3 separate regions of the Mus musculus genome follow, and regions 2 and 3 are each linked to region 1. The links are chromatin contacts, called in public Hi-C and HiChIP or PLAC-seq maps. All regions are on one chromosome and are shown on one strand. Each heading gives the region's core, a stretch centred on a gene start, on an enhancer-like site or on the middle of the called end of the contact. The rest is flanking DNA. Distances are from core to core; before and after follow the strand shown. Region 1 overlaps Gm30507 (a long non-coding RNA gene). Region 2 has its middle 110 kb from the start of 1700041M19Rik. Region 3 overlaps Gm30790 (predicted gene, 30790).

Region 1 (5,088 bases), core at 807-3,306:
AAGAGGAAGGGAAAAGCATGGTGACTGCCTCAGCATTTTTAAGATCTCTTGTTCATCTTTATGTCAAGGGTCCACACGCATATATGTCTTTCTTCAAAAAATACTGGAAAACTAGAGGACATGGGAAGACTTACTGTAGAACTATTTTTGCTTTACTTTTGGGGAAATAAATGGAAGGATGTATATTAACTCAGAGTGGATATGCCCTTTGTGTATGATTGAGCTTGCTCTGCTATATAGTCATATAGTTCATTGGTTGATGTAGGCAAACTATGGTTATGAACTTGACAAGCCCTAACATATACATGGTCATAGAGTGTGAGGTTTTTTCGGTGTCTCAAGGAACCTCAGCATATTAGGAACTGGGAAGAATCTTGTTGAGACTGTAGTATGGTTGTTTGAAAAAAATACAGTGCAGGGCTTAGTGGTCTTAAGGTATGCAGTAGACTTCCATGGTGAACTACTCTAAGCCAGGCTTCTGAAAACTATAGTGCTCTATTGTCTCGAGGTTCTTTGGAGTTGTTGGAAGCTACAGGCCACCTCTACAATCTGTAGGGTAACTCTTTGTTGCCTTTCCTGATTCTCTTATGGTTCTCCAGAAATTTTTGGTTGCCTTGGTTTGGGAGTGCACAACAATCTGTCTGTACTGTCACATTGTGTCTCTAACATCAGAGACACATTTATGGATAAGAGTACCAGAAATATTGGCGGAAGGGTCAGCCTACTCTAGTATGACCTCATCCTATTACAAATTACATCTGCAATGACTCTACTTCCAAGTAAGGTCATATTTCTGGGGCCCCAGGAGTTGGATTTTAATGCAAATTTTTAAGGAAAGTAGCAATATCATTCAAAAATATTAAATATGTGATGTCCAAGCACTCACTGTGTTTTACATTGAAGAAATGATTAGTGGCTTTGGAGAGCACTGAGATCAAACTCAAAGCAAAGTTCACAGCAGTGGCTTAGTGAGTGTCAAGTGGATAAGGGTCCCTGTGAACAAGAGAAGTGCATAATCCGAAGTCAACAGAACGCTGAGGATTTGAGAGTCTTTGAGAATCCTAGCTGCTCATCAGTGTACAGTGAAGGAGTCTTAAGGCAGCAAGTACATTTTCTTAGTGAAGTAATATAGAATGAAATGCTCTAGTTCACTAAAGTTTATATTTATATGGTTACTAACATAATCATGTGTTTGGTTATGTGCTTCCTGTCAACACAAACTCTTAGACTATTACAGTCAGTTCAAAAACACTTATACTGACGTAAGCTTATTGGGTTATATGAGAGTACATGTATACTCACATGTTTTTCCATACTTTATAGTATTCCCCAAGAGTCAAAACATTGCTCAGTTATAAAACGTAGCCAATTTGTCATAACACAGTGGTCTAGAAAGAGAAGGGCATTCACAGTTTATAATCTGAAAAGACTGCTTTTCCCTCAGAGTCTAGAGAAATCACTGGTTCATTTTTCTATGAGGAAGTCAAAGTTTGTTCAACATTTGGAGTTTCTGACTCTCTGTTTCTCATGCACAGGACCCTGGGTTCAGTTCCCAGAACTAAAGAAACAAAATTGAATCCCCTTTGTTCAAACTTGGCAAGACAAAGTAATTAGCAGTGCTTCCAGGTTGTTTTGTTTCCTAGTGTATCGTATATTTAAATATACTTTATGTGTTGTGGATGTTTTTCAGTGAAAATGGAATGTTTTTATAGGCAATTAGTATTTTCAATTAACTAATTGATATTAAAACTGTGTATAGAAGGTTGTTTGCTTCAGGATAGTATTGGGTTTCAATAATAACTTTTGATTCAGGAAAATTCTATACAAATGTGTTCCTATTTCCTTTTCCTAATCTCTCTTGAGAAAGCAAACACGAGTGAATATGTACTTAGCATTTGTTGGTGGGACGGAAGGACTGCTTGGCTCAACTTTGAACCTGGAGCATTTTTCTTTCTAAATCAATGAGTCTTTCCTGCTGAAAGCTCTACTGGTAGAGAGAGAAGCATTAGAGCCCAGAAGCAGGGGAAACCATCCTTGACAGGTTCAATGTTGCCCCCCTCAGGAGTGTCTATGCAATGGAACGTTGCGATCACCGCCCAAGGGTTTGAAGTGCTGAGGTGCAGTCAAACCTTTGAACTTAGGTTGAAAGAGCAAGTGAACATAAACAACACAGAAATCACTCTTCTCCATCTGAACTGGAGGCCGAAGAAAATGCTCTCTATTTGTGTGTGCAGAGCCAGCCTTGCCCTGAGGGGAAAGATGATTCTTTTGATAGCCTGGGAAGTAGCATTTTCTGTAAGAGAAGTTCTTAGGTTATAGGAACTTTCTGGTGACTCACACTAGCTGGCTTCTTCGGTTGAGCTGGGCAGCCCATAATCTCTTCGGGTTCAGCTTTAGGAAATTGCCCCCTAATGGGCTTTAGGTGACAGGCAGTGTCTGGACGTAGGAAGGGGAATTATTGTAGTTGACCCAGAATGGACATGGGACTTTGGAACCTCCTGGATAACATAGTTGCTTACCTTCTTGTTATCAGCCTGAAAAACTTAATCAAGTGACACACTTTTAGTCCCCTGACTGTCTCATGACCAACGGGAAGATCTTAGGCAAAGCTCAATCCAGGAAGATTGTCATAAAGTTTTCGACTGGACTCTGCCTCAGGAAAAGTTTAGCGTGTCCTGGCTTGCGTTCATAATGCTGACTCTGAGAGCTTAAGGTTTTGCCTTTTTTTTTTTTTTTTTTTGTGCCCTTTGTGGTGTTAGGAAGCAATCACAGGAATGCACACATGGTAGGAGATGTTCCGTCATGCAGGTGTATCCCTAGCCTGAAGGAGTAATGTGTTCTGGAATACAGTAAGTAACGTTCTTAAGCTCACGTACAGAACACCATGTAGCAGATTCATTCCTGTTTTTACAAAGGCTGTGGAATGGAGGAACCATAGACTTGCTAAAGGTTAGTGATGTCAGGAATGAGGAAAGACTTGTTCACGTGGAAGAGAATCTCATCCAAAGCTATGGCAATACTAAAACATTACTGTGGCAGCTCTCTCTTGCACGTCCACGCTTGCCCAAGTTTGCTAGGCAGAAGACCCTGGAGTCCATTTCAGAGGAACGTTTTGTGTTCACAGTGACATGGCTGTCACTCTTACAAAGCATCTGCTTTCTGTGCCATTAATCACACTTCTTTTACAAATATAATTAAATAGAAGTGATGACAAATTGGAGTAATGCTTTTATCTTAATAGTAGGCTTTAAGTATTTGGCTGATGCTATGATGTCTTTGTTAGACACGAGAAAGAGGATTATAATATACAAAGTCATGAAATATTTGTTCTATGCAAAGAAAGGAATCCTCAATCATTTTTATTTACATTCCTGTACAACCTGGGTCAGTCTGCCCCAGGAAATTCTCTTTTCTAGAGAAGTCTGCACACTGACCTCGTAGAGTAAACTTAGAGCATGGAACAAAGTCAGCCAAGGCTTTTGTTTGTTATGCATAATTATTGCCAGTTTCCTAGACTAAGACAGGGAATCATTAGTCTAAATAATTTTGGACAAAACTGATTTATTACTTAATTTAAATTTTTTTCATGTTCTTTAGATAGTAAAAAAAAAAAAAAAACAACAACATTTCTCTTCACTTTAGGATAAAAATAACAAACCAATCCATTAGTTACATAATTTTAGATTCTACTTCACCAGAAACATGTATTTTTTTTTTTAAACAATTGATTTTATTTTATTTTTTTAAAAAGATCAAAGACAGTCAAGTCAGGGACATGTCTTTAGCAGTTTGCATTGGTATAGTCGATTTAATTAAATAAAAGAGAAAGTAGAAGAAATCCCAGTTAGTTATGGAAAGTTAAACTATGTTATAAATATGGCTAAAGTAAGGGAATTTGTATGCCTTATATTTTAAAGGCACTGATAGGGTGGAAATAGGAGTGGCCAGCAGGGGGCTTTTTAGACTTCATCCACCTTCCAGTGTAGGAAACTGAAATGACTTTTTTCCTAAGAAAGGAACTGAGTGGGGAAGCTGAGCCCCTGTGCTTGGACAACAGTCAAGTTCCCTTCTGCTAACTCCTGTCTTCCTTTTCCCTCTCCAATCTTATTTTCCAAGACCTGGTAGGTGTGGCCCACGTGCTGGACTGAGTTATCGCAGGTCTTCAGTCCTCACCTTACACTCCACCTCTGAGAGCTTCCTGGGGAGGAATGGAATGATTGCTCCCTAGTAGAGATAAACTGAAAGGGGGTTCAGAGCAAAACGAAAAGCACATTTTAGTTATACGGGTGATGTGATAGTTCTAGAGAAAATGGCTTCATCTTCCTCGTGGATTTGCAGGGAGCACTCTGGAGCCAGGACTGGAAGGAGTAAAGGAGCGCCGGACAAGGCAGTCTTATACGACATTCTTTTGTTTGTTTTTGTTTTTTGGTTTTGCAAGACAGGGTTTCTCTGTGTAGCCCTGGCTGTCCTGGAACTCACTTTGTAGACCAGGCTGGCCTCGAACTCAGAAATCCGCCTGCCTCTGCCTCCCAAATGCTGGGATTAAAGGTGTGCGCCACCACGCCCAGCCTTATACGACATTCTTATTTACTTATTTTATTCGTTTGTGTTACTCTTATTGCTTTGAGTCAGGGTAGCTCAGGTTTTGCTGTGTAGCCCAGGTTGGCCTTGAATCCATGATCCTCCTATCTCCATCTACTGAATACTAAGATATTAGGCACGAGTGACTATGTCTGCTTTTAATGAGCCATTTTAAAAGAATGTATTTTCTCAGCAATTTGGAAGTATGTGACGGGTGTCCACACTGGTGAAGCCATCTAGAAACAAATTCTCATTGATTCTGCTACACAGCACCAAACTATCTACATTCAAAAAAATTCACTTCCCATTTTTTTTCCTTCTCTATATCTATTTTCTAAACATAGGCACATTTTAAAAGTGAGGCAGAGCTATTCACAGAGAGTAAATAAAAGGTAAAGACATTTTGTGTTAACTGAGCGAAATCCCAAGAGAAGTGAAAGCTGACCTCATCTGATTTTTCAAATAAGAATTAAGTCTTGACAGAGACATCCAGCCATGTTTCTAAAA
Region 2 (5,088 bases), core at 929-3,428, 690 kb before region 1:
ACAGGATGGGTCCAAAGAAGAGTCATGACCTCCCAGTGGTTAAGTTTCCATTCCTTAAACTTGTGTGTAAATACATGTGTGTGTGTGTGTGTGTGTGTGTGTGTGTGTTTGTGTGTGCGCGCGCCTGAGCATGTAGAGACCAGAGGTCAATGCCCAATGTTGTTCTCAATGTTGTTTCTCCACCCCTGGTTTTTCGAAGCACGGTCTCTGTGAACCCGGGGCTCAGAAACTGAGCTCTACTGGCTGCCAGCAGCAGCAGCAGCAGCTCAGAGCCTCCCGTCATGGCCTCGCCAGCACTGGGGTTACGCACAGACATATGCCAGTCGGGCCTGGGTTTTATGTCTGTGCTGAGGATCCATACTTGGGCCCCTGTGCTTGTGCAGAAAGCACGATACTGGCTGAGCCATCTCAGGAGCCCCTCTACATCATCTTCATACATCGTGACGTCCACACTTGTAGAAGCTAAACAAATGCATTCACGTGCTTATCACATAGTAAGCCCTATTTCAGGTTGCTTTCTTTCATGGTTGGAGAATTTTAAAGAAGCTTGCAAAGAACTCTGGATATTAAAGTCTGGTTTAAATTCCCTGGATTTGAGCTCTCTTAGAATTGCCTGGAACAATACCGATCCAACAAACCTCTGAGCTTTTTGTGTTAATGTTAGGGATTGTGACAATTTCAAATTCTTATGCAAACAGATAGAGTGGCTCACAGCTGCAGTCCCAACACTTGGAAGGTTCCGGAAGCAGGAGGATGAGAGGTGTAAAGCTAGCCGAGAAGAGTGAGCAGTAATAATAATAGCAAGTAAACAAACACTTGCATCCGAACTTGAGTATTGTCTTCCGTCTTTAACCTTTTTTTTAAGCTTCCATCTTCTGAGAGAAAATCCAAGGCATACTGAAGATTAGAAAATACATTATTAGATGGAAAAAGCTGTGAGAATATGTCTCCTATATTTTTTTAAAATATAGGAAATGAAAGATTTCATAGTAATATGTAAGGATTTTTTTAGTGGAAAATTCCAAGAATGAATTATAGACTAAAAAAGGTCAAATATCACCTAAGCTGTGTCAGGGCTCAATGACCAACGCCTGTTAACCAGGTGACGTGTCAAGCAAGGAGAAGGATGGTCAGAGCAGCAGTGGGAAAAACATCTCAGCATGGGCTGGATCCCTAACCTCTGAGTTAGAACCGGCCTGGTCTACCACAGGAGGGTACAACAGGTAGGGCGCTAGTCCCGTTTGTACAGAAAGATCTGTGCCCAAGAAATCATGAATTCTAGGAAGCACATCTGCATTTGTTGTTAAGGAGAGCAGAATACATACATTTGTATGCATACATATATATTACATCATATATATATACATTACATGCTTATACATTCATATTATATATGCATATGCACACACATAACCCAAACACACACACACACATACACACACATATTGTGTGTGTATAATATATATAATATTATATATAATATACATTCCTATATAATATATAAAATATTAATTATATAATATTATATATGATATTAATCCTATATTGGATTATATATGTCCTATATTATATATATATATATATGTGTGTGTGTGTGTGTGTGTGTAATATTAATCTTTTACAAGTGGAAAGGTGAGCCCTTGGAAGACTAAATGACATGTTCCAGGCCATTCAAATTGTTCCCAGTACATCTTGGCTAACTCTTTGACATTCAGTAACTCAAGATAAACTTCAAAGTAGGTTCCAAGTTTTATTTAAAATTTTAACCTTTAAATAAGTGGTGTGTCTCCCCATATAAAGCAGATTAAGACGTAAGTGAGCCAAAAAGCAAACAAACCAAACATGAAAATCCTTTCCAGCAGTCCAAACTAAGAGCATGCTTTCGGCAGACAGTTTTAGAGACCTGCACGGACTCCTGGTCTTTGAATTTCTTGTTTATTTAAGAAACGACGGTAGAGATAACCTAAAATACTCCAACAGGCTATGTTAGTTGCAACCATTCCTAAAAGTTGGGAGAACCCTGGAGCGCGTGGAGGAGAAGCCTGTCAAAGCCAAGCGCTTAACTGAAGTGGTTGCCCTTTCCCCTTGCTTCCCTTCCCAGCACGTAGGACCGCGTTCAGAGCCTCAGTTCTGTTGCTCTCTCCTGCTGGTCAAAGAGGCCCAGGCTTCTCATTAATTTAATGGGAAGCTGCAAGTCCGGCCCATTCTCACCACAGAATGCGCCGCGGTCAGCACTCCCTGTCAGTCCGGATTTATTATTGTCTGTTAGCTAAAGTGCTGCTGTGCCGGAGCATCCGAAAGAGTGCATTCTCCTCCTGTGCACTTTGGGAAGAGTTATTAGCAAGAGAGCAACACATTTGAAATGTCAAACAACAAGCAAGAACAGGTTAATGATCTAAAGTTTGTGTTCTCTCTCTCTTAAAAATAATAAAAAAAAAGCTCTAAGCCACTGAGCCTTTTTTTAAAGGTGGTAGGGTAAAGATCTTGCCTTTTAGTAATGAAATGCTATGAAATGCTAATTGGGAGGAACTCACAGAAGACATCTATTGTACTAGAGATCTAATGAAATGAAAACTAGAACGGATTATGTAACTGGACAGTTAACTTCAATCCAATACAGGGAACACAAGGCCAAGTGTTGGTAAGCCGGTAAGTCACTAACCACACGGTACACCGAGCTGCTGTTCCCAGATGAGCACAAGCACACACACAATTACTGCTCCTGGGTGGATGGAGCCCAGATGATGCAATTCCCCCACCTGAGCAGGACTTTTGACCATGCAGAACCATTCTTTGTTGCAGTTATTTTTGACAGTCTGAATGGATAATCCCTGTAGCCTCTAGACCTAAGAGTTCTCCCTGGGCGTGGGGAAATGTGTGGGAAGTGGGGCTTAGGGAATAGGTAGCTGACCAAATTCTCCAGCAGAGGCTGTGTTTGAAACCACTGTGGTTTGGAGCAATAGGCAGGCAGCTCCTTTACAATGTAAAAATTCATAGATCTTTTCAAAATGCTAACTTGAGCACTTGAATTTTAGATCCTTTAAGTAAAACTAAGGAAAAACAAAAACAAAACAAAACAACAACAACAACAAAACCAAGCCCAAGGCTCCAGGAAGTTACTGACAGACTCAGTTTGGAGGCGGAGGCAAAGCTATTGGGGTTGGTTGGGATTCACTCATACACTGTGGTCCCAAAATGTTAAAAGCAATTTATCCTTATTTTAAGTCTAAAATAAAAGAAAGAGTTGGGACAGAGGAGGACATGAGGGAGACAGTCTGGCGTCTAATAGACTTGGAGTTCATTTTGACAAGTGGGTTTTGCTGGGGAGAAAAAGTTAGTCTCTTACCTACCTTCGGATTCATGTCTTCTATAGAAGGGCAGATTAGCAATAAAATTATTTGGTATGGGAGGCTGAGAAATGAAAAGATGAAGAAGTGGGAAGTCTGATCATGATTCTGTTTCAGATGAGAAAGGCACGGACATTCAGAATCAGAGGGGAAAACTAAACTAAAAAACTGAAGGGGATAACTCAGCCACAATAAACCAGGGACCTGAAAAGGATGCGCTTGCTCCGATTTTCCTCCATGTCCCTTCTTTAGAGAGAAGGCCAGGGTCTTCCTAGGGGTAAGAGAGGGCACACAAATGAAAGGTTTATGGCTTGCTGCAGGAGAAGGTCATCTGGGTTTTACTGCATGCCTTAGGGGAGGAGGTCAAAGAATTCTTTCTAGGTTTTATGACTTCCTTCAGGACAGAAGGGGCTACAGGGAAGGTGAGGGTGACCTTTCTGCTCTTGCTGGTTTCTCAAATGCCCACGGGCCATTTTGGAAGGGAGAGAGCCTTGAATCCCTTCAAATGCAAAACTTTAAAAACCTCAGGTTAATACCAGTGTCCTCTTTGACTTCCACGGCAAGAGAACATTTGGATCAGTGCTTCTACAACGTTTCACTTCACTTCAGAATACCTCGGTCTTGGCAGTTGTCACTTTGCAGCAACAACGGACAGACATAGCAGGCCTGTAAAAGCAGTGCGTCTTTAGCAAAGAATGGTTTGGTTTCTTGATCACATTTAAATCATTGTATCTTGTTTTCCCTTGTGCTGTGGTTGGAGGCAAGGTGATTCTCATTTGTCCTGTGATTGCATTTTCTGCATAGTATTGATCGAGAGCTGAATGCATTCTGAGGAATGGATGTAGAGAAAACATCATATGAGCTATCTTGAGGCTCGTTGGATTGGTATGCCTCACATCATTTTGCCGTGAGAGTGGACATTAAGAACACATATACTCCGTTGGTCTTTAGAGAATGATCAGCAGTCGACTCTCTAGCGAATGTAGGCTGCATCAGCAACCTGGGGTTAGTGAAGCTCTGTGAAATAGGACGGAATAAGATACGAGGTCCTCAGGGACCCCACTGTTTAGCACCTGATTACTGAGCGACTACAGCAATTTACAGAGCTGACTCCTTAGTCAAGAAAATGAAAGAAAAGTCTGATTGTTTATAGAAAAGTAAGTTTTCTGTGTTTACAGAGTAAGAACAGAGCTTGGGCTGGTGGCAATGTAATCAAGTTTAGTGAAGGGTACTTTGGTGTTTACCTGTGGGATGCTGGGTCACATTTTCACCTTTGCAAAAATTTAAACTTAGTTTAAGAAATCTGTTCACCTTGCTCCCTCTTCAACCATTTATTCCCTCACTTCACAGTTTAGATGTGTTGACAGTCTGGTAGGCTGGTGGATGCTTCAGTAGGGCACCTCCTTTCTCCCAGTCCCCTTCTTTCCTCTTTCCTCCTGTTTTCTACTTGAGTGTTCAACATTTTTTTCCATTTCTTCTTTGTGTATTTGTGTGCATGTGTACACATGCATCTAAGTACAGTTACCCATGACGAGAGGTAGAGGCCAGGGGATGACACTGAGTGTTCTTCTCTGTCTCCTCCCCTTATCAATGCTGTCATCACTGTCATCATCATCACCATTATCACTGATGTGATTATAAAAAGATAAAGAAAGATAAGAATATGTTCTATGGGGGTGTGGTAAGGTGTGGGGGAAGGGGTCGTCTCAGTGGGCCCATGCCAAGGCATCCCTTTCCCATG
Region 3 (5,088 bases), core at 1,322-3,821, 560 kb before region 1:
GTGTTCCGGTAATGTTCCCTCGCCCCTTCATCTAAGAGGTGGCCAATGTTGCCAGAGCCAGGGTAAGTCTTGAAACTGTGCCCGGGTCTCCATCAAGAGCGTTGCCGCCATTAACATTTCTTCATTTAAAGCTTACAAAGAGTGAATTCCATTTCTTTGAGTCCAGGGCCTTGGCTAGCTTTGCTTACTTTTCACTTTTAATTTCAATCTCAGTTGTGTGGAAACACCAGTCTCCATTTATATTTGGGGAGGGGGATAGTTCATAGATGATCATCAGAACTAGAAATGAAACATGAAAAAGAGAAGGAGAAAATTTGAGAAGAATTCGTTACAAATCTGCATAAAGACATTTTCCCTTACACCTTTAGAAACGCTCTCAATTGTCAAGGGATCTCTTACAGAGCACTACATAGACAAATACCCTTTGTCTTCTTGTGAATATGTTGAAAGGCATTACCCAAGGTCTCTCTCCATTGCTTTAATGGAAAGGTTATGTGGAGAGCATTCATTTTTTTCCCCCTCTGATTCACCTTCAGCTCCCCTACTTTGGAATGAGAAGTGGCCATTTTCAGGACTTGAGTTTAAAATAGGTCATTTCCCTCTTGCTTAGTCAGAGGAGCCTGGCTTCCTTAAATCGAGTGACTAGGTTTGTTCACGAAGTCCTTTTAAGCAATGTAACTGAGTTCCAAACTCAGCCTTATCCTTACTGCTTCAGAAACAAATCCTGAAGTTGAAAAGGTGGCAGGTCACAGTAGGTGCTGGGAAACACCATCAGAGAAGCAACTCCAATGGGCCACAGGCAGCTGAAGGTCCGGATGCTCTGATAGAACATCCAAGAAGGAAGAGCGGGAGACATGAGGTAATGGGACAGGAATAGGATTCACAGAGTAAAAGTTGTCCTCAAAACAGTATATCCGTGAATGTTTATTGACCGCAAAAGCATTCCCAAGTTGGATGTTTTGGGTCCCTTCATTCACAAGACTTGCCTTAGAAGAGATGACCACAAGGATATCAAAACCGACCCCTCATAGCAGGCCATGCCAGTGTCTGTCACAGTGTGTGTTGGTAAAGTATGGCTTGAAGATGAGACGAAAGCTCTTTTAGTAGGGAGAGGAGGAAGAAATGAAGAGGAGGAGAAAGAGGAAGAGGAGAAAGAAGGAGGGAGAAGGGAGCACAGAAGAGGGAGGAAGGAAAACTAGTTATGTTTCATAGCTATAATCTGTCCTGAGAAAATATTTCTAAACTCACCCTGCAAAAATGCTGTCTATAACACCATTGGCATCAAACGGGACTACTTCTTTTCTTCTTCTTCTTCTTCTTCTTCTTCTTCTTCTTCTTCTTCTTCTTCTTCTTCTTCTTCTTCTTCTTCTTCTTCTTCTTCTTTCCACTGTTACTTTTTTTTAAACAGGGGAATTCACAGCAGCTTGCTGTGGTATGCAGGGCAGGCAGCCAGGTATACCTAAGAGCAAGTGCTTGCTGCTTGCCTCGCTCTCACCCGGAATGAGGATACAGGAATGACAAAGGGAGATACTGGGGAATGTCAAGTCAAACAAATCATAGCTCTTCTCTGGTGGCTCCTTTGACCTTGTTCTGAGGTAAGGCACACAGGCAGGCGGGAGGGACATTCATGATAAGCAATGTTTGTCATCTGAGGCTTCTATCTGCTCCAAAAGGAAATCTAAATCTCCCTTATGGAGGCATTGACATTTAGCTTGGCACATTTTCAGATACTAGGGGAAAAAAAAAACATGACTTGACAAGAAAAAAAGTCAAGTGAATACACAGCAGAAGGAGGCCATTACTTCAATAGTTCAGAAGCTAATTTACATAGAAGCATGCAAACACACATTTCTAAACACTAGAATTTCTTTTTTTTCCCCTGCCACCAAGTCAAGTATGACAACTGTGGTTTTTACAAATCACAAATCAAGAAAAATTGGTTCCCCCTTGCCACATCCATAATCTTCCTTCCTTCCTTCCTTCCTTCCTCCCTCTCTCTCTCTCTCTCTCTCTCTCCCTCTCCCTCCCTCCCTCCCTCCCTCCCTCCCCCTTCCTTCCTTCCTTCCTTCCTTCCTTCCTTCCTTCCTTCCTTTCTTTCTTTCTTTCTGTATTTTCAGTCACGTGAAGTTTTTATTTAAACATCTCTGAGTTGTCCTGTCTTATATTAAGCTTTATCTCATGCTAAGATGAGGCAGGTAGTCTTCCAGAGAAGCATAGCATTCATTTCAGGGTGGTTATAAATCTTAAGTTTGGCACCTGCTCGTCTGATGAACCTCACCATACATGCTCCAAGTTTCAGTTAAATGCCTCCTGGGGTAGGGCAAAAAATTTGTAGATTAGGGGGATACTATTTTATATGACAAACGGATCCAGTTGTTTCCCCAAATTAAAACCTAAGGACTCCCGAGGGACTGTGTATACACACATGCTTTCAAAGATGGATAGAGTTTATTCTTTATATGCTTGCTGAAAAGTTTATTTTTGTCCCCCTGTGTGAAGGAGTACCTAATTCTGCCCCCTACCAAACACACACGCTTTGCTCTGTTCTTCTCCGGTCTGAACATCCTGTGACTTCAGTAGTCCTGACATTTTAAGGTAGTATTTGATCCTTCCAAATCTTTGAAGATCATTTTCTGCAGACTCTTTACCGTGCCACCTTTAAAGATAAAAGGCCAGTCTGTGAAGGAGATCAGGTCAAGAAAGTTCAGTTTTGTAATTCCATCAACAGGACACTTCCCACCCTGACTGCCTCCCACATCTCAGTTATTTGAGACAGATTTTTTTTTTCTTTTTAGAAGAAAAAGAGGCCGGGTGTCAAAAGTGCTCGCATTGCATGTCCAAATCACGAAGTCTCTTGAACTCCGACAGGTTAAGAAAAGACAGCCTGCCTTCATACCATCAGCTTTCCTTATTAACTTTGACCTCAGCCCTTTCTCAGTCAGCTGCTTACACATGCATTTCATACAGGAGAGTTGAAGGAAATTCCAGAAGAAAAGCAAGCAGCATAAAAATGACTTTTTACAGAAAGTTCAACAACCTCCGGAGAGATCGAACGTGGCCTGCTGAAGTAGCTGACTTCATTTATTAAATGCACTTCCCGATGTGTTAAGTAACTCTTTCTTCTAAGTGCACGGGGGTTTTTTTGTGGCTCTCCTCCCTTCTGCTCCCCTTCCCCTCTGCAGAATTTATGATCTTCTCCTGACAGGCTTCACATGCCTGGGGCCCATTGGGTAGGGCAGAGGTTTTGCCTCTTCTGAGTCCTGAAGTCATCCTGAGGAGGTGCTGTTACTTCACAGTGTCCCTGCAACACTGCAAAACAAACACACACAGAGTCATTTGGAACAGAAACTCTTTTTTGTCAAGGGCTGCTCTTCTTACAGAGTTTTCTTCTCTGAAAACATATTATTACTGTTATTGTTATTATTATTATTATTATTATCATTATTATTAGTAGTAGTAGTAGTAGCAGTAGTAGTAGTGGTAGTAGTTTTAGTTTTGCTGATTTGACTATGCCAACTGAAGATACTAACCAAATGATATGAAATAGGAAATATTATTGCTTTCAAAATGGTGTCAAAGACCAACAGAAAACCCTTCAAATCCATCTGCCACATGTCAGTTAGATGCTGTCCAGAAAACAGTCCAAGCATCACAATATCTTCCTTAGTTTCAAACTGCCAGTCCAACTCAGTTTAGATCCAGGCTGTGCTTTAGGTCTGAGGTACCAGGACTACCTCATTTCTTCCATAGATTCTTCTGGAGAAGAGCGAAGGACTGGACGCACTTGAACTCTGGAGATCACTGGATACCACCACTTGTTAGATTGTTGGCCAGGATTGGCACTGAATCTTCACACTCACCTTCCTCATGCCCCAAGCCTCCCACAGCTAAATCTAGACTTTTTGGCATCGAGTACAGGTCTGCAATTACCCTTATGACTTCAAAGCTCAGCTTCACAGGTAATTGGGGAATGTTAGCTATGTTCTTTATGCACAAGTTAACTCATTTACACGAGAACAATTAGTGTAACAGTGTCATGAGTCTGTGAGGATTCTATAGCTCACCCGAAGCTACTTAGGAACATATAAACATTCATGTATGCATAATTATCTATTAATGTCCTTTTATATTTTCATTATTTTTATTGTACAAATGAAAATGTTCTTTCTTCGTATCATATAGAATTGACACAGTGACATGAAAATGATGTAATTGGCTCATAAAACCTGGACCTGCCTACGATGTAAACTGAGGCCACTTTAGGGAAGCCAGAGGAAGATATCTTGCTGTGAAATGTGGTCTCCTGTCTGGGGATAAGTAGAAGATGCTGTAGAAGCAGAAGGTTCTGGCATTGTCTGGAAATGGTTCCTTCAGCCATATCAAGTGTGTGTATAAAACAGACCCCAGAAAAGCAGAGCTGCTAAAGAACTGTGTGTAAGCCAAGTGTCTCAATAATCTCCAGTGCCTGAGCTTCCTTCCTGTTGAGCTCGGTGACTGTACTCACTTAGGGACACCATCGCCGCCACCAAGAGAAAGGTCATGAAGCAGGGTTTCTATTAGCGCTGACATTTAACAAGGAGCGATTGATCTGAAAGCAGGCTTGATACTTAGATATAGTCTACCAGTGTTTTCCTAAAATTCCTTTAAAATGAGACTTAAGTCCACATGCTCTTTTTCTTGCCTCTGTGAATACTTTTTTTTTTTTTAAACTAGATCAAAAACTCCCAAAAGCTAGGTCAAGTACAATGCAGGATAATTCATGTCTTCAGTCCCTGTAAAAGGCAGAGAATCTGAGTATCTCCTAGTGAAAGGAGTAATCATAGTTCTTAATGGTATGAAGACACTAGTGACTGATCCCTAGCTATCCTGAGGCCTCATTGCTAACACATGAGCTCAGATGAAATCTAAAATTGCTATTACAGGCCCATTGCTGTGTATCATAATCATTTGAGATTAAAAAAATGCCATAGTTTTGAGTCTTTGGAAACTGCTGCACTTAAGTTCTAAACTGTTGCTTTTTAAAAAGGCTAATTTGGGGTTGGGTACATTGGTGTCTCTGTCTTATAAAACAGCAAGCTAAAAAAGAAA

What was found. Hi-C and Micro-C count contacts between places; a contact is called where the count stands out from the background. HiChIP or PLAC-seq counts read pairs in DNA pulled down with a chosen protein or histone mark.
Region 2: a Hi-C map of uterus shows a contact between it and region 1, with 5 times the contacts expected there. The contact joins two enhancer-like sites. A contact is called at or near these places in 1 of 39 promoter capture datasets (hippocampal neurons), 5 of 15 datasets of contacts at CTCF or cohesin (embryonic stem cells, large pre-B cells, pro-B cells and 1 more), 63 of 484 Hi-C or Micro-C datasets (the AtT-20 cell line, B cells, the Ba/F3 cell line and 30 more) and 2 of 115 datasets of contacts at active chromatin or transcription factors (embryonic basal ganglia and stem cell-derived neural progenitor cells).
Region 3: a contact with region 1 is called in an H3K27ac HiChIP or PLAC-seq map of regulatory T cells, with 10 times the contacts expected there. The contact joins two enhancer-like sites. A contact is called at or near these places in 1 of 15 datasets of contacts at CTCF or cohesin (pro-B cells), 40 of 484 Hi-C or Micro-C datasets (CD4 T cells, CD8 T cells, LSK cells and 22 more) and 6 of 115 datasets of contacts at active chromatin or transcription factors (T-cell acute lymphoblastic leukemia, Th17 cells, astrocytes and 2 more).

Annotation. Positions count from the first base shown.
Region 1 is chr16:76,199,354-76,204,441 of GRCm38.p6, reverse strand. All of the region lies in intron 2 of Gm30507 (a long non-coding RNA gene), which reads left to right. Among named protein-coding and RNA genes, the nearest start is that of Gm30507, 48 kb to the left of the region's middle. Within about 2 kb of position 2,056, at least 58 of the 459 cell types and tissues checked have an H3K27ac peak or open chromatin away from gene starts, as enhancers often do. A contact at or near this core is called in T-cell acute lymphoblastic leukemia, regulatory T cells and uterus, where this site is marked.
Region 2 is chr16:76,893,576-76,898,663 of GRCm38.p6, reverse strand. No RefSeq gene overlaps it. Among named protein-coding and RNA genes, the nearest start is that of 1700041M19Rik, 110 kb to the left of the region's middle. Within about 2 kb of position 2,178, at least 8 of the 459 cell types and tissues checked have an H3K27ac peak or open chromatin away from gene starts, as enhancers often do. A contact at or near this core is called in uterus, where this site is marked.
Region 3 is chr16:76,763,319-76,768,406 of GRCm38.p6, reverse strand. All of the region lies in intron 1 of Gm30790 (predicted gene, 30790), which reads left to right. Among named protein-coding and RNA genes, the nearest start is that of Gm30790, 13 kb to the left of the region's middle. Within about 2 kb of position 2,571, at least 19 of the 459 cell types and tissues checked have an H3K27ac peak or open chromatin away from gene starts, as enhancers often do. A contact at or near this core is called in T-cell acute lymphoblastic leukemia and regulatory T cells, where this site is marked.